Regions from separate parts of the Macaca mulatta genome. Here all the other regions are linked to region 1. Evidence: chromatin contacts called from public Hi-C data. All regions are on one chromosome and are shown on one strand. Each heading gives the region's core, a stretch centred on a gene start, on an enhancer-like site or on the middle of the called end of the contact. The rest is flanking DNA. Distances are from core to core; before and after follow the strand shown. Region 1 holds the start of HECTD4 (HECT domain E3 ubiquitin protein ligase 4). Region 2 holds the start of TRAFD1 (TRAF-type zinc finger domain containing 1). Region 3 holds the start of NAA25 (N-alpha-acetyltransferase 25, NatB auxiliary subunit).

The links. Hi-C and Micro-C count contacts between places; a contact is called where the count stands out from the background.
Region 2: a contact with region 1 is called in a Hi-C map of fetal cortex germinal zone, with 5 times the contacts expected there. The contact joins the promoter of TRAFD1 here to the promoter of HECTD4 in region 1. A contact is called at or near these places in 3 of 14 Hi-C or Micro-C datasets (cortical neurons, fetal cortex germinal zone and fetal cortical plate).
Region 3: a contact with region 1 is called in a Hi-C map of fetal cortical plate, with 4 times the contacts expected there. The contact joins the promoter of NAA25 here to the promoter of HECTD4 in region 1. A contact is called at or near these places in 5 of 14 Hi-C or Micro-C datasets (CD4 T cells, cortical neurons, fetal cortex germinal zone and 2 more).

The regions. Positions count from the first base shown.
Region 1 is chr11:119,617,867-119,622,659 of T2T-MMU8v2.0, reverse strand. HECTD4 (HECT domain E3 ubiquitin protein ligase 4) reads left to right here and starts at 2,349. Exons shown (of 76, transcript XM_077955095.1): 1 at 2,349-2,800. It overlaps LOC144333092 (a long non-coding RNA gene), which reads left to right and starts at 3,694. Exons shown (of 2, transcript XR_013401449.1): 1 at 3,694-4,150.
Region 2 is chr11:119,350,423-119,355,035 of T2T-MMU8v2.0, reverse strand. It overlaps TRAFD1 (TRAF-type zinc finger domain containing 1), which reads right to left and starts at 2,215. Exons shown (of 12, transcript NM_001266507.1): 1 at 1,656-2,215.
Region 3 is chr11:119,328,966-119,333,567 of T2T-MMU8v2.0, reverse strand. NAA25 (N-alpha-acetyltransferase 25, NatB auxiliary subunit) reads left to right here and starts at 1,318. Exons shown (of 23, transcript XM_015152851.3): 1 at 1,318-1,385. It overlaps LOC144333088 (a long non-coding RNA gene), which reads right to left and starts at 1,217. Exons shown (of 3, transcript XR_013401444.1): 1 at 353-1,217.

The DNA of each region.
Region 1 (4,793 bases), core at 1,100-3,599:
TCTGCCCGCCTCAGCCTCCCAAAGTGCTGGGATTACAGGCGTGAGCCACCACACCCAGCCTTTTTTTTAATTGTGACAGACAGTTGTCAGTAGGTTTGGAAAAGGGAATGAAGGGCCAGGCACGGTGGCTCACAGAAGTTGGACATCACTTCTGCCTTCTGGGCCCAAGCGATCTTTCTGCCTCAGCCTCCTGAGTAGCTGGGACTATGGGTATGCACTAACATGCCTGGCTAATTTTTGTATTTTTTGTAGTGATGGGGTTTTGTCATGTTGCCCAAGGGGGTCTCGAGCTTCTGGGCTCAAGAGATCTGCCAGCCTTGGCCTCCCAAAGTGCTGGGATTATAGGTGTGAGCCATTGTGCCCTGCCATAATATTCCATCTTATGGATATACCATATTTTAGTTAACCAGCCCCATATTGTTGGATATCTAGATTGAAAATAGTTTTTCCTTTTGTAAACAATATTGAGCTACACAACCCTGTATATCCATCCTTGACTACGAGTCTGATTATTTCCTGCAGACAACTTCCTCAAAGTTGAATTGCTGGATGAAAGGGTATGCACCTTATTATTCTCCTGTTATTTTTATTATTATTATTTTTAAGATGGAGTCTTACTCTGTTGCCCAGGCTGGAGTGCAGTGGCACGATCTCGGCTCACTGCAACCTCCACCTCCTGGGTTCCAGCGATTCTCCTGCCTCAGCCTCCTGAGTAGCTGGGACTACAGGCATGAGCAACCATTCCTGGCTAATTTGTGTATTTTTTTTTTAGTAGAGACAGGGTTTCATCACGTTGGCCAGGCTGGCCTCAAACTCCTGACCTCAGGTGATCTGCCCACCTTGGCCTCCCAAAGTGCTGGGATTACAGGCGTGAGCCACTGCACCCTGCCTGTTTTATTATTTTTTAAGTGATAAAAATATACAAGCAATAGAGAACAATCTCATCTCAGTAGTTCCAGACCAGCCCCACACTCCCATGGCAACCCACCTTAAACATCTGGTGTTTTTTTGTTTTTTTTTTTTCAGAAGGAATCTTGCTCTGTCGCCCAGGCTGGAGTGCAGTGGCGTGATCTGGGCTCACTGCAAGCTCCACCTCCCGGGTTCACGCCGTTCTCCTGCCTCAGCCTCCCGAGTAGCTGGGACTACAGGCGCCCGCCACCAGGCCTGGCTAATTTTTTTTGTATTTTTAGTAGAGACGGGGTTTCACCGTGTTAGCCAGGATGGTCTTGATCGCCTGACCTCGTGATCCGCCTGCCTTGGCTTCCCAAAGTGCTGGGATTACAGGCGTGAGCCACTGCGCCCGGCCTACTAATTTTTATTTTTTGTAGAGATGGGGTCTCCCTGTGTTGCCCAGGCTGGCCTCAAACTCCTGGGCTCAAGCAATCCTCCTGCCTCGACCTCCCAAAGTGCTGGGATTACAGGTGTGAGCCACCGCACCCGGCCTAGTGAGCATATTTTTTTTTTTTTTTTTTTGAGACGGAGTCTCGCTGCGTCACCCAGGCTGGAGTGCAGTGGCGCGATCTCGGCTCACTGCAAGCTCCGCCTCCCGGGTTTACGCCATTCTCCTGTCTCAGCCTCCGAGTAGCTGGGACTACAGGCGCCCACCACCGCGCCCGGCTAGTTTTTTGTATTTTTAGTAGAGACGGGGTTTCACCATGTTAGCCAGGATGGTCTCGATCTCCTGACTTCGTGATCCACCCGCCTCGGCCTCCCAAAGTACTGGGATTACAGGCTTGAGTCACCGCGCCCGGCCTAGTGAGCATATTTTTAAGGTGTATGTCAATTAGTGTGGAAAACTGATGGAATGAACATAGCAATAATTAGAACTGCCACTCACTGAGCACATATTAAGTGTCGGGCATTGGGCACCAAGCATTGTTGACAGACGCTTTATTTTTTGTTTTGAGTGCTTACTGGGTACTAGACTTTTCAGTAAATATTAATCACCTACTATGCTATTCTACCAAGTGCTTATGAACAAGTGTGCAGCGCCTATTCTGCACCAGCCTTTCGCTTGCATCTCATTTAAACGTGAAAACAAGGAGTGATCTCTATGCTCTGCCCAGCGTGGGGGCGCGGGTCCGAGCAAGGAGTGCACACCTGAGTAGGGACAGGACCGGGGAGGCGGCGTCCTCTTCCCTGGCGCGCTGCAGAGCCAGGGCTACACTGAATGGCCAGGAGGAGAAGGGGCCGGCAGAGGTCAGGCTGAGGGCAACCGGCAGCAAAGGGCGAGGCGGGGGTCCAGGCCACCCGGGTGGCCGGATCCGCGGAGCGGTGGGCGGGGCGGCGGGCGGGGCCTGTATTGTCCGCTCCGCGGGGCATGCCGGGAGCCCCGCCCCCAACATGGCGTCTCACTGACAGTTGGCTGCCGAGCGGCAGAGGCGGATCCTGCTCCTGAGGGCGGCGGCGGCGGCGGCGGCTGCGGGGCCGGGGTCTCCCGGGCCGGGGTCGGGGGGGATGGCGACTCGGACCGCCTAGGGCGGAGCTGCACGGGCGAGGCGGCAAGCGGGTCGCCGCTGGCGGACGCGGCGGCCGCTGCCATGGACTGGTGATCGCGGCTGCTGCTGCTCCGTCTCCGCCGGCCGGGCGTCTGCTCCTCAGCTCCAAGCCCTCAGCCGGGGCCATGGGCTCGTCGGCGGCCGCGGCGGCGGCGGCGGCGGCGGCCGCTGACTCGGCGCAGTGGCTCTCGGTGAAGGAGGAGACCATCTTCCTGCACGACGGGCTGATCCGGGTCACCGACCTGGCCGAGTTGCCCAGCGAGATCCTCGGGGCCCCGGAGGCCGCCGACACCGACCTGGAGGTGAGCGAGGCGGCCCCCGGCCCCCGCCATCGGACTGGCCCACTCTCCCGGCGCCCCCGGGTCGGGCCCCTTCCTCGCCCCAGCCGCGGGCCTCGCCTCCCAGGGGCTGCCGGGGCAGGTGTGTGTGGGCGCGGGGCGGGCAGGTGGGGGCCGCGGCCGCAGGTCTGCAGACCGCCCGCCCCGCTCTCCCTCCCTCCCTCCTCTGGGCCTGGCGCCCGCCGGGGATTTCATTTGTGGTTTTCTTCTGAGCGTTCCGACACCCGGCATTTTATTAGACTAGCACCCGGCTCGGCCTTCATGCCCCGGAGGAGCCGCCGCCACCACCCGGGCCTCCCTCCCCTCCCCCACGGGCCCCCTGGACCCACTTCCAGGGCACACCCAGGTTGCTTAGCTTTGGGAACATTTTTATTTTAACGCTGTGCACCCTCCCACCCTTTTCTTCCCTAGTTCTGTGGTTTTTTTCTTTTTTCCGGGAGAGGGTAGTGGCAGCTGCGGGTCCGCGGTGGGCAATCCAGCAACTTCTCTGTGTTGTGTCTGGGATGGATTGACACGGGGCCTTTGTCAGGGAAGCGGGCGGTGTGGACAGCGAGAGGGATGCTCCAGCGGCCTTCCGTGCGCTCTTGGCGAAGGGTCACTGGCGCGTTAGGCCGCAGGGCCTTTTTGTGTGTCCGGGGGTCGCCGAGCATCCCGGGTTCAGAGCCGTGGCAGGTGCAACAGCAGATCTCATCAGTTGAGCTGCTTGGCCTTGGGGGCAGAAGGGAACCAAATGTGCTTGGTTGGTGGGAACTTTCCATCGACTTCACTTGGGTTCGTATTTGCCTAAAGGTGGGAATACTGGCAGTGGCGTTTCATGGAGGCCAGCGGATGCTGACACTGCTCCCCCTCCACTTCGTGGGATGACATTTTGATGTGTAGGTAGCATGGGGTGTCATCAAATTCTTACTGCCGTATGGAGAGCTTTCTGGGATAGGCGCAGAGAGGATGGCCTATCTTCTGGCTATAAACGGAATGTGAGGAATCTTTTGTGTTTTGCGGTTTTGCGTGCAGTTTGGCTTTACGCACAACGAACATTTATAGAAATGAATTAAAAGCCATTACTGTGTGTTTCTGGAAACGGCAGTGATCGGATCGCATTGGCCGAGACATTTGGACGTGCTTGAGATGCGAATACGTTCCTCTGTATTTTTGTGTCTGGATTTGCGGTTGCTTCAGCACTTCCGTTGTGAACTCTTAATTGACTTATTTTACAATCTAGTCACCAAAAAGAGGAGGATATGGTTGGTAGGGAATTCCTAACATGGAATCATCGTTTTATTGTGTCTCATTTGGGCCTGTTCTATAAAAAGCAAGGTGTGTCTGAGTGTCTTATCTGCCTGAAAACTCAAGGGGTATTATGCTATGATAGTGGAATCTTTTGATTTAATTGGCTGTGTTGTGTGTGAAAGGTGGGAAGTGGATGCTCTTTGTTTCTTTCTTTTCTTTTTTTTTTTACCCCCAGACCGAGTCTTCCTCTGTCGCCCAGGCTGGAGTGCAGTGGCCGGATCTCAGCTCACTGCAACCTCCGCCTCCTGGATTCAAGTGATTCTCCTGCCTGTGCCTCCCGAGTAGATGGGATTACAGGCGCGCGCCACCATGCCCGGCTAATTTTTGTATTTTTAGTAGAGACAGGGTTTCACCATGTTGGCCAGGCTGGTCTCGAACTCCTGACCTCAAGTGATCTGCCCGCCTTGGCTTCCCAAAGTGCTGAGATTACAGGCGTGAGCCACTGTGCCGTGCCTATGCTCTTTGTTTCTTAAAGACTAATCCAAGTTCACAGAACCAAAATTTATATATATGTCATTTATGTAATTTATTTTTAGGATTAGAAAGAGTAGGATTAAAGTATCTGTGCTGTTAAGTTGGTTTTCCTAAAATGTTTGTAAATGTATTGCATGAATTTGTCAGCTATTTCTACAGAAGAATGGTTTTAAAAGGAAAAACCTCTCTGGCCTGC
Region 2 (4,613 bases), core at 966-3,465, 270 kb after region 1:
AAGAAAAAGAAGACCATACTGTGTGCCACTGTGCCCTGGCACTAAAAATACTTTACAAAATAAGGAAATATAGTATCTGATAAAGCGATTTAGTGGTAGAGAAAAACAATAAGCAAAAAAATACATATAACTTAAGGTGAGTATTGTGATGGAAAAGTATACAGACAAATAAATGGGGGTGGAGTAGAGGCAAATCTACTTTAGGTAGATAAGAGTGATCAGAGAAGAACTTTCTAGGCAGACGACATTTAAAGTAAGAACTGAAGTACAAGAGCCAACCATGAAAAGACAAAGATGGAGGATGGGAATGGGGGAAAATCCATCCAGGCAGTGGAAAGGGCAAAAGGCCTAAAAGCAATGAAAGAGAAAGTAGGGCCGGGCGCGGTGGCTCAAGCCTGTAATCCCAGCACTTTGGGAGGCCGAGACGGGCGGATCACAAGGTCAGGAGATCGAGACCATCCTGGCTAACACGGTGAAACCCCGTCTCTACTAAAAAATACAAAAACCTAGCCGGGCGAGGTGGCGGGCGTCTGTAGTCCCAGCTACTCGGGAGGCTGAGGCAGGAGAATGGCGTGAACCCGGGAGGCGGAGCTTGCAGTGAGCTGAGATCCGGCCACTGCACTCCAGTCTGGGCGACAAAGCGAGACTCTGTCTCAACAACAAAAAAAAAAAAAAAAAAAAGAAAGAGAAAGTAAAGGCAGACCTGGAAAAACATAATAAAAAAGGGGAATGACTCAAGGTCTTGTCATATAAGACAGAAAGAATATTGGATTAGATTCCAAGCTCAATGGTAAACACTGAAGGGCTTTAAACTAGGGAATGACATAATTCAAGATACCCACTCTGGGCTGGGCGCGGCAGTCACGCCTGTAATCCCAGCACTTTGGGAGGGCGAGGTGGGCGGATCACTGGAGGTCTGGGGTTCGAGACCAGCCTGGCCAACATGGCAAAACCAAGTCTCTACTAAAAATACAAAAATTAGCTGGGCGTGGTGACGGGCGCCTGTATGCCAGCTACTCAGGAGGCTGAGGCAAGAGAATCACTTAAACCCAGGGGGCAGAGGTTGCATTGAGCTGAGATCTCGCCACTGCACTCCAACCTGAACAACAGAAGGTGATTCCATCTCAAAAAAAAAAAAAAAAAGATATTCACTCTCACGAAATGGCAACTAAGGAGGGCTGTCCGACTGATTTCAGGTGTGCTCTATTCCAGACCACTAAATGGCCAACTCTAAGGCCAGAGCTCAGATGTGGCAGGTGCTTGCTTTTCTAGATGCAAGGAGACTGGGGGTGGCCTGCAGGGTCCCCCTCTGGGGGTCAAGTTCTGGCTGGTTCTGCCAGATTTAACCTCTCTGGGCCTCAGATTCTTCAGGCAGAAGACTGACAATACTTCAAAGGATCAAGGAAACGAGCGAATGCACGGAAGAGTCGAGGCACAGAAAAAAGTCTTCAAGCTTATAAGGAGCCCGTTGGGCGTCGGCTAGATCTCTCTGGTCCGCAGAGGGGACCGTCCCTCTGCCCGAGGCAGCGTAGCTTCCACTGCCGGGTCCAGATACCCCAAGGTAGTTTCCAATCGCCCCCTTCCCCAGCAAGGTCGGTGATGGGGAGTGAAGAAGTAAGCGGCTTCTCAAATAATAGCAGTTGCCAAACGCTTACCGGGAAAATCTTTTAATCCCGACTACAATCCTAAGAGGTGAAAGTCTTGGTCCCCACTTTAGAGGCTGCGAAAGCGGAAGGCCACCTGAGTTTTCCGCAGCACCAGCGGGTCGGAGTGCGGGCTCGGACTCGGGTCCTTCGGCCTCGAGGCCGCATTAGGCCACTCGCGACCCCCCAGGCCGGCAGCTCGAGGCTCGGGCTCTAGGCCCAGGCCGGCATTGAGCCCAGCTCCGCCCGGGACGCGGTGGCCACAGAGGCGCTGCGGACGACGCCCGCTTCCCGGCTCCCCAGACCAACCTAGGCCGCGAAGGGGGCGGCGTCGCCGGGGGCTGCCAAGGCGCCGGTTCCCTGAGGAGAAAGCGCGGCCTCCTCCAGTCGCCAGAGATGCCGCCGCGCGGGCATCCTCTCCTCACAGTCGCTACCCCGGGCCCAGAGACCCCACGCCCACACACCCCTCCCTTGGGATGCCGGACCCTTCCTAAACTGGAGGCCTCAGGGAATCTCCAGCCGCGTGCCGCCGCTACACCTCACCAGGGACGAGAGGAGAAACGTTGAGTTGACACACTAGCTGCAGACACGGAGCCTCCTCTGTCAGACCCCGCACTGAACAACGGCCCTCAGAGCTGCCTCACCACTTCCGCCCATCGCGGAGGAGCGCTCCCATTGGCCAGGGGCTGCTCCAGCTGTCGACCCATTGGATAACACCGTTGTCGCTCCCAGGGCCCCGCCTTCTGCGCGTCGATTGGCTCCCCGGAGGCCCACGGGGGCGTGTCCCTGGAAGCCCTGGCCCCTGCACATCTGGAACCAGAGGCACGGAGCTGAGCTGTGAGCCTGTTGCTGAGTTTAACAACTGTCCCCGACACAGGCTAATAATATTTGCATGAATAATTCTGTACAAACATTAGTAATATGCCTAATATATTGAGATAATTAATGGTATTTTTTCTTTTCTCATGAGCCATTAATACTTATTAGTCATTCTTGTTGCTATGATAATGCCCTTGTGCAAGACTTCTGCAGGGCTGTGACCATATTTGAGCACTTTACTTTTTTGCAGTGGAAGAGTGAACCTGAGATGCAGGTTTGAGAGCTAGTTTCTCCACTTGCTGCCTGAATGGATTCCCTGAGCTTCTCTTACCTCGTGTATAATAAAGGAGAGAATAATTATGTAAGTATAATTACCAAGCACATATTACAAACAATACAGCCATTTAAAATTATGATTCCATTGCAGATTATAATTGCAAAATATGGGCCGGGCGCGGTGGCTCAAGCCTGTAATCCCAGCACTTTGGGAGGCCGAGACGGGCGGATCACGAGGTCAGGAGATCGAGAGACGATCCCGGCTAACACGGTGAAACCCCGTCTCTACTAAAAAATACAAAAAACTAGCCGGGCGAGGTGGCGGGCGCCTGTAGTCCCAGCTACTCGGGAGGCTGAGGCAGGAGAATGGCGTAAACCCGGGAGGCAGAGCTTGCAGTGAGCTGAGATCCGGCCACTGCACTCCAGCCTGGGTGACAGAGCAAGACTCCGTCTCAAAAAAAAAAAAAAAAAAAAAAAATTGCAAAATATGGAGGGCAAGGCGGGTGGATCTCTTGAGCTCAGGAATTAGAGACCAGCCTGGGCAATATAGTGAGACCGTATCTCTACAAAAAAAATACAAAAATTAGCCAGGCGTGGTGGCACGCACCTGTAGTTCCACCTCCTTGGGAGGCTGAGGTGGAAGGATCCCTCGAGTCTAGGAGGCAGAGGCTGGAGTGAGCCCTGATCATGCCACTGCACTCCAGCCTGGGGGAACAGAGCAAGACCCTGTCTCAAAAATAATATAATGTAATATAATATAATATAATATAATATAATATAATATAATAGCAAAATGTTCATAAGCTAGTACTAAGCAAGAAAAGCATCTAATGGGCTGGGCGCGGTGGCTCACGCCTGTAATCCCAACACTTTGGGAGGCCGAGGCTGGTGGATCACCTGAGGTCAGGAGTTCCAGATCAGCCTGGCCAACATGGTGAAACCCCATCTCTACTAAAAATACAAAAATTAGCTGGCTGTGGTGGCAGGCGCCTATAATCCTAGCTACTTGGGAGGCTGAGACAGGAGAATCCCTTCAACCCAGGAGGTAGAGGTTGCAGTGAGCCGAGATTGAGCCACTGCACTCCAGCCTGGGCAACAAAATCAAAACTCCGTCTCAAAGCAATATTTATAACAAAATAAAATATTTAGTTTAAATATGCAGTATAATTTGTGCGATTCCAAACATATAAAGTTCAAAACCAGGGAAAACTAACCTAAAGAAGAGAAGTAAGTAACTGGTTCCATTCAGAGGGTATATAGCCTGCAAGGGGATATAAGAAAGATTTTCTAGAAATATTTATATCTTGATCTGCAAAGTGATTAACACAGATGTATTAATTAGTAAATAGTTATTAAGCTACACACCTATGTCTTAAGCACTTTACATTGTATGTTAAAACTTACTGGAGTTCAAAAGAAAGCACAATCATTAAAGATTAAAAAACAATCAGAAAAAATGTGTATTAATATGAATTAAGCATATTAATATATTAAGTATATATAAAGAAAAAATGAACCATATAGTGTGTTCTCTTATGAATAAGGTGTTTTAACTCAGCATAATGTTTTTGAGGTTTATCCATGCTGTTGATAATATCAAGCCTATTCCTTTTCAGTGCCAAGTAGCACAGCACATGGATATGCCACAATTTATACTGACAAACATTAGAACTGGTTCTAGTTTTTGGCCAGGCGTGGTGGCTCACAATCCCAGCACTTTGGCAGGTCGAGGCGGGTGGATCGCCTGAGCTCAGGACTTCCAGACCAGCCTGGGCAACATAATAAAATCCTGTCTCTACAAAAAATACAAAAAGTTAGCCACTGGTGGTGGCTCATGCGTGTAGTCCCAGCTACTTGGGAGGCTAAGGTGAGAAG
Region 3 (4,602 bases), core at 69-2,568, 290 kb after region 1:
AGTTAAATATTAAAAGCTACAATAAAGCCGGTGCCCTTATACAAAGGCTGGAATTTAACAAAAGCCCACCAAGAGTTTTGCCTAGGCCTTTCCTTGGCCTTAAAGCATGACAAAATAATGAAAGAATTCCTCACAGGACCCATTTAGGATTAAACAAGTTTTATCCGGGGTCTGAAGTAACTCCCCAAACCTCCGTGATTTAGCAGGAGACAAGATAAGGGTAATCACCTCAGCACCTATTGCCATTTAGATTAAGTAAATTTACTGAGGCTTCAAAGGAAGGTCTTCAGGACGCAGACCTTAGTTATAGACTAAGTTCATCACTTATGTCTTTAGATGAATGCACACTTACATATAGACATATAGCTTAGAAGGTATATAAGCACTGGAAAGCTTTGTAATTTTGAGTTGGTTTGGTGATAATTTCCAGGCCTTCTCCCTGTAACCGGTTGCAGAAATAAAAACTCGCTTCTTCTCCAGTTCATCTGCATCTCCTTACTGGACCACAAGAAATAGCAGTCCGAACCTCCGTTTGGCCCAGGAACAGGTGGTGGAGGGCTCTCAAGGTTTTTTTTTTTTTTTGAGACGGAGTCTCGCTCTGTTGCCCAGGCTGGAGTGCAGTGGCCTGATCTGGACTCACTGCAAGCTCCGCCTCCCCGGTCCACGCCATTCTCCTCGACTCAGCCTCCGGAGTAGTTGGGACTACAAGCGCCCGCCACCACGCCCGGCTAATTTTTTGTATTTTTAGCAGAGATGGGGTTGCACCGTGTTAGCCAGGATGGTCTGGATCTCCTGACCTTGTGATCCGCCCGCCTGGGCCTTCCAAAGTGCTGGTATTACAGGCGTGAGCCACCGCGCCCGGCTCTCTCGAACTTTTTTGGCAGATTTTTGCTGTTCATCAGCCCCACTTCCCCAGCTTTCCCCTGGGTCTCTCTCCGCCAGGAGTTTCTGGTTCCTCTGCAATTAATCACAGCCAAATCTAGCTGGTTCTTCAAGACAAAGAATAAATAGGATAAACAGGAGCAGCCGAACCCTAACTTTGAGAGCTTTCTCCCCTCCTTTCCTCACTTCCCAGTCAGTGACTCAGAGGATTTTAACAGCAACAGCTGCCTCCTCTTTGCCAGCTTGATCCCACCTGCAAAGTGAAGAATCAGCGTTTAAAGAAGTGGCAATCGGCAAGGACTGATGCTTCCCTTTCCGCGCAGGCGCGTTCAGTCGCAGCACCGCGACTATCGCGATAAACAAGCGAGATCGATGCTGGCCCTTTAATAGCCCTTTCCCGGGGTCCTGCCCCGCGCGTGCGCACTGTGGTTCTGCGCTTGTCATCATGGCGACGCGGGGCCATGTGCAGGACCCTAACGACAGGCGCCTCCGGCCCATTTACGGTGAGTGTCTCGGGCCAGCCAGCTCACCAGCCCGACGCGCCGAGGGCTGCCGAGGCTGGGGCGAAAGCCCGGGATGGGTGCTGAGGGCCGGCGCGCGGGCCGGGCAGGCGCAGGGGGCGGGCCGCGCGGGCCACTAGGCCGCAGCCGCGGGCCTCGCGTAGGCGCCGGCCCAGCCTTCCTCAGCCCTGAGGTGGTAGCGGCGCGGTCTGGGCAGCAGCTGGTCGGCAGAGCTGCCTGCCTGGCAGGCCCCGTGGGACGCGTGGTTCTGCAAACACCTGCGCTACCCGCAGGCTGCATTGTTACCGCCGCTCCTAGGGAAACCGGAGATCTCCTCGAAGGTGGAAGCCGGCTCCGGCACTAGTGTGGGACGCCCTGCCTGAGGGAAGATTCCCTACCAGATATGTACATATGTGTGTATATATATATTTTTATATATATATATATATATATTTTTTTTTTTTGCGGGAATTGGGCCTGGAGGGTTGTCTGACTAGGTGGGCTTCGGTGCACAGGAGAAACCGAGGTCTAGAGTGGGGAAGGGGCTGACGCAAGGTCACCCACATCGAGTCGGGAGCAGGCCCGAGATTCCAGGCTCCCAATCCAGAGCTGTTTGGTGGAGAAGCAGCTGCTCTGGTCACACGTGGGAGGCGGGGGGAGGGGGTCTTGGGCCCAAAATAGCGGTGAAGAGGTTGTGATAGCTCGTGTCAGAGGGGCATGCAGAGCTACTGGAGGGCTTCTCCTTTCTGCAGCTTCTCTGTGGTTTTCTCTGCAGCTTTCCTTCCCTATGCTAAGCAGATCCCTCTCCACCACTCTTACCTCAACCCGCAGGCTTGAAGACCTTGATGTCATCCAGTTACCCTGGTAGTGAAAAATCACAGATTTGAGTTTGGGAGAAACCCTTTTCCAATAACCGAGATGTTGTGTAATTGGATTGGTCCTTTTTGCATTTCCTTTCCTGTTAGATGGTTTTATGGTCTTGGTCTATCTCACTTAATGGTGAGGAAGCCTCAAGGTCAGTGGTTTTTACAAAAGTAGACATCGTGTTTATAGACGTTGTGTGGATGTTATTAAATTGGAGGCTTCTTCCCATGGCGGAAATGGTTTTGGGAGTAGGGAGCAGTGGTTAACTTTGTTTCTGGCCACAGTTACTCCTGCTTTTATTTCATAATTTGTGTGATTTTTTACTCTTACATCTCATTTGATTTTAGCAGCAATCCTATAGCTAAAGTTTATAGACAACTCATTATGACAGTCACTGGCCTTGGCCTTTTATATGGGTTATCTAATATAATCTTCACCCATTCTCAAGAGATGGGTACTGTTTTTTCATGGCCCTGAACCCTTTAACAACAACAACAGCAGCAACAAAACCAGATGAGGAAACTGAGGCTTTATTGATGTTGTGTAATTTGTCTAAGGCCACTCAGCTAGTATTTCTTGGAGCTAGAAGTTGAACCCCTGTGAACTGTTTCAGGCTCACCTTTTTTTTTTTGAGATGAGTCTCACTCTGTCACCCAGGTTGGAGTACAGTGACACAATCTCAGCTCACTGCACCCTCTGGCTCCCGGGTTCAAGCGATTCTCCTGCCTCAGCCTCTTGAGTAGCTGAGATTACAGGTGCACGGCACCAGGCCCAGCGAACTTTCATGTTTTTAGTAGAGACAGGATTTTACTATGTTGGCCAGGCTGGACTCAAACTCTTGACCTCAAGTAATCTGTCCTACTCAGCCTCCCAAAGTGCTGGGATTATAGGTGTGAGCCACCATGCCTGGCTCCAGGCTCACCTTTTTTTTTCTTTTTTGGAGACAGTCTCGTTTTGTCGTCCAGACTAGAGTGCAGTTGCACAATCATAGCGCACTGCAACCAACCTCCGCCTCCTGGGTTCAAGTGATTCTCCTGCCTCAGCCTCCTGAGTAGCTGGGATTACAGGTGCCCACTACCATGCTGGCTAATTATTTTATTTATTTATTTTTTTGTTGAGATGGAGTCTTGCTCTGTCACCCAGGCTGGAGTGCTGTGGCTGGATCTCAGCTCACTGCAAGCTCCGCCTCCCGGGTTTACGCCATTCTCCTGCCTCAGCCTCCCAAGTAGCTGGGACTACAGGCGCCGGCCACCTCGCCCGGCTAGTTTTTTGTATTTTTTTAGTAGAGACAGGGTTTCACTGTGTTCGCCAGGATAGTCTCGATCTCCTGACCTCGTGATCCGCCCGTCTCGGCCTCCCAAAGTGCTGGGATTACAGGCTTGAGCCACCGCGCCCGGCCTCTAATTTTTGTATATATTGTAGAGAATGGGTTTTGCCATGTTGCCCAGTCTAGTCTAAAACTCCTGAGCTCAAGCAGTCCTCCTGCCTTGGCCTCCCAGAGTGCTGGGATTACAGGCATGAGCCACTGCGCCTGGTCCAGGCTCACCGTCTTAACCACCGTGCTAGAAACCACATCACTTTGAGCTGAAGACATTAATTTGCCTGAGGTCACGCAGATGGTAAGTGGCAGAGAAAGGACTCTGATTTCCTGTTTCCCCGGGAGTGCATATTCTCATGCCCTTGCCCTCCAGTGTATATTTTCAGAGCGCAGAGGTATGTATACAAGGTGGGTGATGGAAGGTGAGAACTGAATCCAGGGTTCATAGTTTGTGGCTCATTACAGCTTTGTGCAGAGCTGCCTGCAGACTTTTTTTTTTTTAAACTAAAAAGGCTCAGTACTTTCAAGAATAATTTGATTTTTAAAATTGTTCTTGAGGACCAAAGAGAATTTCTTTGGTCCCATAGTTATTTAGAATTAATAGTGTTTTCACTGTCCAGTGGGAAGCACTATGTCCATTTCATATCACTAAACATCAGGATATATTAACAAGTTATATTCTCAAAACTGAAGTCAGAGTTATGTAGTTTTTGTTATGTGTACATGGGAAGAGGATTAGAAGAGGCTTTCTTCAGGAATTCTAAGGCGATTAGTATAAACTGGCAGGTCTAGGAAAAGAACAGTACAGACTGTCCGTGAATTCAGCACTTTAGCACATTTGACTTTTGAACTCCACACTTTTGTTGTTTAAATACATTAGTACCCCCAAACAACTATGGTTCCTTGAATTCAGACATTCTGACAAATGAACGAACTCATCTGTGGTGGTACTTGCCCACCAGCCAAAATTTCAACAACTATCAGCATTAATGAGTGTTTCCTGGTGGGCTAACAGCCCTATTAGGTAGGTAAGATTAT